Regions from separate parts of the Rattus norvegicus genome. Here region 1 is linked to region 2. The links are chromatin contacts, called in public Hi-C maps. All regions are on one chromosome and are shown on one strand. Each heading gives the region's core, a stretch centred on a gene start, on an enhancer-like site or on the middle of the called end of the contact. The rest is flanking DNA. Distances are from core to core; before and after follow the strand shown.

Region 1 (4,487 bases), core at 109-2,608, 850 kb before region 2:
CCCGGAACTGCTTCATCCTTTCCTATTTCACACTGTCTGACAAAGGAAAAGAGAGGGAAAGAAAGGGGGGGGGGAATTAAGTCCTAAAATCATCAAACCCCGAAATAAAGCATAAATTCACACCAATACACCAATAGAGCCTGCAGCTCCTTCAAGAATTAACGGTGGAAGTGAGACCTTTCCAGTATTACCAGCGCCGGGAGCAGAATTCCCCTGAATCCAGTGCCGGCACACAGCATTCAACATGTCACAGCCACTCCGCTCACACCCTTGCGTTATTGTGCGCGAAAGCTGGTTACCAAAATGCATTTCTGTACATGCGTGCCTGGCCAGAGCGTTTCTATTCTCTTTGTCTCGTGATCTGCCGGGCAGTTTCTGCCTTTGGGAAGGAAGTGGCTTGCAGACAATTCCCCCAGATATTTTAGCTCCGGCTTGCACGCGGGCCGGTTCTCCCTGGCCGGCAGCTTATTGCTGGGCAGGTCCTTCCAGGGTCGCCCCGCGTTAGGAAAAGCTGGATTTCCGGGCGGTGCCAGGATCCCACTCATTATGCCTCCAGCAACCTGCCCAAGCCCGGCGGGCGCCAGACGCCAAGCTAGAGCCCCAGCCACCGGCCGCCCCGAGGCGCACTTCCCCCACCCCGGAAGAGGAGGGAGGCAAACTTCGGAGGGCGGGGGCTGGGGGCGAGCTCCGGGGACCACTGTGGCCCAGCCCAGCCGGAGACCCGGGCTGCGACTGCCGGGCCTGGGAGGGTATGCCGCGCTAACGCAAAGGCAGCGTTCCAGGCGCCCTCCTCGCGCGCTCCCGGCTTCAGAAACCTGCAGGGCGATCGGAGACCCTCGGAAGCGCGAGGTGACGGAGGAGGAGGGGAGCCGGCGACCGCTGGCAACTCCGGGACAGAACGCGCCCGGCGACTAGCAGAGCCGGCCCGGGGTAGCACGGAGGAAATGAAAGCAGGAGGTGGCCGCGACCATACAAGCTGGTTACTGGCCCGAGAAGGCTTCCCAGTGGCCGGGAGATGCTGGCGACTAGGAGCTGGCAGCCGGCTCGCTTCCCCTTGAGTGGCTCGCCAGCAGAAGTGGCTGCTGTGACAGGAAGAGCAGCAGCCGTGCGCGTTCGCACCGCTTCCCCCTCCCGGGCACACCGGGACCCGCCGCCGCCGCCTACCTCCGGGTCGGCTCGCTTCCTTCCTCTGCCCGGCCAGGGCTTCAGCGGCCTCTCAAGCTCCCAGCTCCCAGGTTCCTTCGATCCAGCTACGACCGGCCGTTGCTTAGCTGTCCCGGTTCCTTGGCTGCACAGCCGTCCTCGCTGCTGCCGCTGCCGTTGCCGCTGCTTCCTCCAACTCGGCTCCAGCTGCTAGCTACTCCTCGCCCTGAGCCCGCAGCTCCAGCGCCTGGCGCCAGCCCCACCCCGAGCCCGCCCCTACGCCCCGCCCCCAGATACGCACCAATCAGCACCAGAGACCCCGCCCCCGGCGCCCGAGCCGCGCCCTCCGCCTCTGCCAGTCTCCGGGCGGGCTACAAGGGTCCAGCCGCTACACTCCGTGCTGCAGACCCTATCCCGCCCCCCGCCCCCCGCTGCCCTCGCCTCCGCCCCCGGCACGGGGATGCCCCGGGCGACTGGACCGCTCGCCCTCCGCTACGGAGCGCTCTAACTCTGCGCGCTGGAGGCTGGCTCGGCTGCGGGGCGTCTCCCAGGCCCGAAGCTGGAAGTTCAAATGGGGATTGGGAGAGGTGGGAAATAGTTCAGGCCTCCCTGGGGCCCGACTTGCTGCCTGCGAGACCCTGCTTCTTTCGAATCCGCTAGAGCACAGTGGCTGGCTTCAGGAGGATGCAGATACTAGGGCTCGCCAAAGCGGGGAGGCCCTGTAATTCCTGGCCTCGCCTGCCCAGCTTCCCTAGTGGTCAGAAAAACCGCGCCACCCGGCGTGGCACTCCCGGGGTGAAGGAGGGGTGAAAGGGTGAGCTGGAGCAACGAGTGCCCGCAGCCTGCAGCCGCCTGGCACCGCTGCCTCCAGGAACCAAGGCGGGACCTAGAGGAGAAAGAGAGTTCTGTGAGGAGGACTCACCGGATGATCTCTGGCAGTCTTTGCAAGGCAGAGCCAATGTAGGTCATTGAGCCAGTCCACCGCCTTCTCATGCTTCCGATAGGCTGGAGAAGCTCAAATGAAGTCCATGTTTCTTAAATGTAAAAATATAGATCCTTGGAGTAGAAACCACTATGGAAGCTGCTCAAGAAAAAAAGTGATATTGACTCAACCTCTCCTTGATAAGAAAAGATGCTAGCCCATGTTTTGTCCTCATAAAAACGTTCAGAACCTCATGGACTTTTAAAGATTTGCTCCCAAAACATGGCTTATTTTGTAGCTCAGTAACCTATAGCCACCCACCCTTCTTGCCCAAAAGTTCCCTTTCGCATCTATTCTCCAGTGTTCTGACAATACTTCTTTTCCTTAACCAAGTACTTAGTCTATTACCAAATTCTAAATTTGATAGTATATCACTGTGAGTTTTGGGAGTAGAGGGAGGGAAAATGAAATTCAGAGTTTATGTTTAGCAAATGCAATCAGGTTTAAAAGTGACTCCCATTCTAACCACAGAGATCTCAGCACACCATTGAGGTGTTAATGTTTCTGTTAACCTTGGTATCTATTAAAGACCAAAAAAAAAAAAAAAAAAAAAAAAGCAGTGTGCCACCCACATCACATTTAAGAATTGGCCTACCATTCAGGATGTGGTGACAAACACCTGTAATCCCAGTCCTTTGAAGCCGGGGCCATAGTCTCAAGTTCAAGCCAGCCCAGTCTTTATAGAATCTCCCTAAATATTATGCTAATTGGTGAAGGGAGATCCATCTTAACTGTGAGTAGAATCACTCCCTGGACAGGAAATTCTGTTCTGTACGAATGAAGAAAGCAAAGTGAGTACCATGCATGCAAGCATTTTCTGATCGAGGCCATAAGGTGAACAACTCATTCAAGTTCCGGTGGCCTTGACTTACCCACGATGGTAGACTACTCTGAACTGCGAGTTAAACGTTTTCTCCTCTAAGTTGCTTCAGTCAGAATATTCAGTCATGGCAATTAGAACCCAAGATAGCAGGGTACGTTCTTTGCAGTCTGTGAAACGATGAACCTACTGGGAGAAGGCAATAGTGCGTTTCCTGTGGTAGAAGTCCTTGGACCCAATCCAAACCAAGAAGACTAAAGTAACAAAACGTTCACAAATGGTTTCCTTAGTTTCCCTCTCCTCTGAAGAAGCTGAAAACACAAGCATTTCTAGCTCTCTCCTCCCTCGGTGCTCACTAGAGTCTTGGAAAGAGGCTCCAACAGAGTTTACTATTCAGCCATAAAACAGTGTATAATCCCCAATCGCACCTCCCCTTACAGAAAAGTCCTCAGCAATTGATCATGCACTCACACTTTCTGTGACTTTTTTTTTCATTATAATTGAACACAACACACAAATATGTCCAAAGAGGGTCACGTGAAATGAAAATAAATTTTCCATACAAAGGCACCAAATGATCCATCTGTTTCACTTGTATCAAACTGATACCTTCCCACCCATCACTGGTATGATATTTTGTTTCCGTTTCCCATATATTTTACATATTAAAAGCAATAGCAAAACAATAAGAATATTTATACTTGGAGTGGGTGCCTATGTGCGCATATATATATATATGTATATATTTCACTATTTCACGTGTAGACATGATGTGCGGGCACACACATAGACTTAACAATGGAGTCTTCTTCACTCTCCACATGATGTACTGAGGCAGGGTCTCCCACGTGAACCTGAAGCACCCTATCAGACAGTAAAGTTAGCCAGTTTGTGCCAAAGATTTTTCTGCCTCTGCACATTGTAGGTTGGGATTTACAGTCGAGCCCCCATGCCCACGCAGCATTTATATGATAGCTAGGGATCTGAACTCAGGTACTTACCCTTGCGTGACAAGTTTCTAGCCTTAAGCTTGTGGTTTTTTGGTAACCTTTTCCTGAGCAAAATCTTATCTGGAAACACAAAAGGTAACTGTTCTAAAGCAAGAGACTGATATCATAAGACAAAGGGGGCCCCTGTGCCACGAGCTTTCCCTTCATTTCTACAAAACCTCCAGATAGCCAGTACTATGAGAATCTCATTGGAATTTACTGGAATATAAGTTATCTGTCTTCCCTAAACCAAAAACGTCAGACTGGAGTATAAGGGGGCGGGGGGGTGGTATTTTAGGAAACTTTCCAAGCCATTTGTATGCTGGGGGTTGAGAATGATTACCCTGGGCCTTCTAGGACATACTGAAACTCACCCCAGTAAAATGCTCAGATGTCATACAGACACAGTGTTCTAGTTTGCTTTCTATTGGTGGGAGAAAGACCATCACCAAAAGCAACTTTCGGAGGCAAGGGAAGGGCTTACTTCCTTTTACAGCCCACAGTCCATCATGGAGGAAAGACCAAGCAGGATTCCTCCATGACCTCTGCTTCA
Region 2 (4,764 bases), core at 1,380-3,879:
ATCAAAAGCGATGGCATCTCGGGCATCTCTGGGACAAGCTGGTAGCACACCAAAGAGGACAAAGAGGACACAAACACGACAAAGAGGAGAGGCTGTAAGAACACCCTTGTGTTACTAAAGCAGAGGAGGAGCCTTGAGGCGCACTGTAGATCCAAGTCCTCCAAGTGAGTTCTCCATTGTCAGTATCCATGGCCCCTTTCAAAGGCAGGATTCGTAGATAAGCATCAGAACAAAGAGAGGAACTGGCCCCTCTATCAGTGGTTAAGGACCATGGATAGGACATAGCTGGAAACTTCAACATAAACCCTAGGTCTCCTGCTTGTGTCAAAGTTCAACATGTATACCTGTAATAGTAGCACCAAAGAGACTGAGGCAGGAGGACGGGAAGTTTGGGGCCAACCTGGGCTACCTAGAAGCATAGGCATAATTAATTCTTTAAATGTTCTTGGTTACTTCCCTACTTTTTGGGTTTTTCGAGGGGCATTTTGGGTTTGGATGTTTAGAATTTTGCTGTTTGTCTTTGAGACCAGGCCCTCCTCTGTAGGCCAGGCTGGCCCTAAACTCGCAGCAATCTTCCTGCTTCAGCCTCATGAGAGCTGGGGTTATGGTTGACTTCAATATGAATCAGCCTCCAAGTAATTCAAGATTCCTCATAAGGGAATCAGATCATTTGCTTTTTTTTTTAAATCAAGTTAGGAATTGGGTTCTTTTGTGATGGTTTGCTCCAGAATACCTCATCTTCTCAACTGTCCTCTAAGTTTTAATTCTAATTGCCATAGGATACATGGAATCTTAATTTTTAAAACATCATCAAATTATCTGGACATTTTAAGTATAATGTGATGAATTGTCCAAACAAGAAAAAATGTATGTGTGGAACAGAGATAACTATTGTCTTGGTCCAATGTAAGAGGGGTAGATTGGAAACCTTACTTCCTTCACACACCCTTCTCTCTCTCTCTCTCTCTCTCTCTCTCTCTCTGACACACACACACACCTCTTTCCTTCTACATACCCTTTCTACAAGTTAATAGACATCTGATTCAGCTAAAAAGTCTAATAATAACTATTTCTGTTAACTACTTCAAAACAATTCATAGTAGTATGGTAGTAATGGCTGTTTATACTGCTTCAGGCTCAGATTTAGTTAACACATCGGGTATCTAAATAAGGCATTCCTCAGAGGTTCATATTTTAATTAGCATCTTTTTCCCAAGTAGGGACTGGTTCATTTTTATATCATGAGTTGTATTTACATCTGGAGCAATGCCTCTGTAATTGAGTCAGCCAGGAGTCAGTCCAGCCACAATTTTTATCGGCAACCTGTATGGTTTTCCTTCTAACTGGGGAAAATCAGGGACCTTCCCCTGGTCTCCTGCTGTGTGGATGATGGGAAAATATGACAGCTTGACTTACAAAGTGATGAGAATGATATAAAAGAAGGAAAAAAGAACTACACACGCCCTCCGGGTATAACTCGATGGTAGAGTGTGTGCTGGAGGCCCTGGGTTCAAACCTGGCTCAAAGTCAGATGCAGTGGTGCTGGGCTGCAGTCCCAAATACGTGGCATGTTGAATCCTGAAGACCATTAGGACTCATGAACTCAAGACAAGCCTGAGCAACAGAGTGAGGCTCCATCACACAACAACAACAACAACAAAATACTTCCAGCTTAAATACACACTTAGACACACATACCCACATACACACACACACACACACACACACACACACACACACAGCTCTCTATATGGCCCCAGTCTCTTTCCTTTTCTCCTTTAAAGTAATTCACAATATTTTATTAGATCTTTATCTAAATTCAAAGTGCAATGTGTAGGCATTTAGTAGCATCCAAAGCACTGGTGAGTGAGTTAGTTCTTGGGACCTCGTGGTAGGAATGGAGATGCTCTCACACCTCCTGATCTAGAGAGCTGCTCTGGGGGTGAGGTCAGCAATGCAAATCCCTGGGCTTCTCTGCTTGACAACTTCCCACTCCTGCCTTCAGGAGCGAGATTATCTGAGCCATTGTAGCAACACCCCATCTTGTGTGTACAAACTTGTGAAATACCAGCTTTTCATCTTGCTATCAGTAAACGGATACCTTATGCACGTACAGAACACTCAACCATGACTGTGGTCAACTGGTAATAACGGTGGCACTGACATCAGGGAGTCACATAATAGACAACATGTCTAAAGGACAGAACTATTTTTCCACAGAGTATTAATTTACCAACTTCCTACACGACGATTTCCCAAAGCAGCCGAGAACATCTGTGACCCCCAGGCTTCATGTTCCCTTTAATGGGACACTAATTGTTTTTAAATAAATGTCCCCAGTGTGTGAGCTCTCAATGTAGAATAGAAGTGGGTTGAGGAGTAGTAAGCCTAGCCTATCATTCTGATGTCTAAAATGTCACACTTTCAAAGATGCCAGGGAGATGAAATGCACTTAATAGTCAGTGTAAAAATTTAACAAGTGTTAAAGCTCGTTTGAATTACAAAAGTATCAATTATAAAACGACTGCCCTCTCCCCCACCCCAAAATACCAATTTCCTCTCCCTATAACATTACCCCTTAAAATGGTTCCAGCCGGGACCCACATGCATACGGCAGACTACACAGGCATTGCTGGAGCATGGCTTTGCTTGTTCTGCTCTTGACACAGACTATTTTCTGCATGAAAGGCTCTTTCATTTTGTTTTCCCTTTTTTTGTCTTTTTTTTTTTTTTTTTTTTTTCCGGGATTTGAAAATGCGGTGTTTTCATAGCGCCACCTTGTGGTAATGAGCCGCATCGAATTCCTACACCCAGCCCAACTTCAGCTTCCTTGTCCAGATTCTGCTTGAGATTTTTGTTTCTCCTTTGTTATTTTTTCCTCTTTTCTTCTACTTAATATTCAAGAGTTGTTCTTTGCCAATGATGCTACTGAAAATAATGGCAATTCAAGCAAAATTAGACCATTAAAAACTTTTTTACAAAATGTCTTCATGTAAGAACAGTAGCACCTACATGCACACTTAGGGATATGTCCCTCATCCAGGGACTTGGGGAAAGGGACTGGCTAGAGTTGTGTGCAGAAACCCCATGGGGACAGGAGAATTGCTGAAGCAGGCTTTAACTGAAAGCATTCTGACTAAACTTTCCTTTTACATCTGCCGTGGTTTTTTTAGGGCTGGCTCTGGTCTGAAAGCCACAGAGCTGGGTATAGCAGACAAACTGATTCCAAGACACCATGAAAGGAATATTAAAGCCACTGATATCCCCCTCACAGCAGCAGGCACCACAGCCAGGTGCTAAAGGAATTGGTTGTTTATGAAGAAATAATCAAATATTCTTTTCTTTTTCCCTTCTGGGTTCTGCAGCCTCACACGAGTCCCGGCCTTCCTATCCCCAGGGGAAAAAATGCTACGTGGGAAAAACAATAACTTCAACTCTTCCCCTCTCTCTCCCAAAACCACTTCCACTCCAAAGGCTTGGTTACACTAGAAACTCGTGTGCAACGACAGGTGTGGACACTCCAGAACTGAGGCAGGTGAGCATGGAATATAGGTTTTAAGATTTAGATAACTAAACCCATTGAAAGTGCCATCCAGCTTCTGTAAGCCCTTGTCCCTTAGAAATTTGAAACAGGCCACGCGATAATGTTACATGGTAGAAATGAAAGAGAAGGAGAGGGAAAGATGCCTGGGGACGACATTAACAAGGCAGGATGCAGTCACTCGTCTATTTAGGAGCCCCCAAGCTGCTGAAAGGGCCCTCCCTAAGTGGAGGTTTTGGAAAAGGTGACCTAATTTAACAGGCAAGCTGAGGTTCATGCATAACTTTCTGCACGCATGCGTATGCATAAGCACACAGATAAACATCCAGTCCCATTGCAATAGACATTGGGTTTCGCCCAAACTCCTAGCTTTGACCTTCTCTGTAAAAGACAATTGCTTTTTACTTTCTCAAACGTCGACAAGAAATCCGCAAAGAAAGCATGGGGTAAAGGACTCAAAAGTCACATTTGTACACAGTAAATGGCGTAGCTTTGACAGAACAGCAGAGGATAAAACTATAGAGACCCGTGTGCTTGAACCTGAAGAGGATAAGATAGCTGGATGAGCCACGGGAAGTCCTGAGTGGGCCACGGAAATTGACAAACCCCCGTGCGTCATCCCACGAGCGAAGGTTCTGGAAGTTTTCCAAGTCTGCCAGTGATCCCAGCTGACCTTTCCGGGTCTGGCAGACTCTGGGCCAGACTGCAGAGAATATGACTGAGAAGCAGATTCCTGCTGCTTCCTGGTGAGCCTGCTTTACTTTCCAGTAAGTCCCCTGTGGTATAATTGTTCCTTTATCTGCACAGGAAGAGAATTTTCGATTCCTTCTGGAAACTAGAGTGGGCCAGGCCCCCTCTCCTGGATGCTGACTCGGAGTCTGTGCATATGAAAACCTGGAAGGAAGCCCGGTCCTGCGGGGACCGCCATGTCATAGCAACTCTCAGCGTCAGGCTGGAGACTTTAATTCTCTAAGATCCAATGGCCCCTGGGTGATCACCAAGCGGAATTTGCCGTATGTTGCTATGAAACTTGGACCGACAAAGGGTGACCCACTGGCCAAAGTCAGGGCCTCTCCTGTGTTTAGGACTGCGTCTTTTCAGAGCGTGTTCCTGATCGTTCACATTAGTCTCCCACACCCGACTTCACTCCACGCAGAGGTGAGTAGCTGCCCCAGAGCGGCGCTGCCTGCAAAGCCCTGATTGTTTAGTGCCTGGGCCCTCAC

Evidence for each region. A called contact is a pair of places that touch in the nucleus more often than the background predicts.
Region 1: a contact with region 2 is called in a Hi-C map of Schwann cells, with 10 times the contacts expected there. The contact joins the promoter of Pik3r1 here to the enhancer-like site in region 2. A contact is called at or near these places in 4 of 12 Hi-C or Micro-C datasets (Schwann cells, frontal cortex and liver) and 1 of 1 datasets of contacts at active chromatin or transcription factors (oligodendrocytes).

The regions. Positions count from the first base shown.
Region 1 is chr2:34,696,302-34,700,788 of GRCr8, forward strand. It overlaps Pik3r1 (phosphoinositide-3-kinase regulatory subunit 1), which reads right to left and starts at 1,359. Exons shown (of 16, transcript NM_013005.2): 1 at 1,165-1,359. LOC134485588 (histidine-rich glycoprotein-like) reads right to left here. Exons shown (of 5, transcript XR_010063724.1): 4 at 2,998-4,487; 5 at 2,756-2,894.
Region 2 is chr2:35,543,917-35,548,680 of GRCr8, forward strand. No RefSeq gene overlaps it. Among named protein-coding and RNA genes, the nearest start is that of Cd180, 44 kb to the right of the region's middle. Within about 2 kb of position 2,630, at least 17 of the 93 cell types and tissues checked have an H3K27ac peak or open chromatin away from gene starts, as enhancers often do. A contact at or near this core is called in Schwann cells, where this site is marked.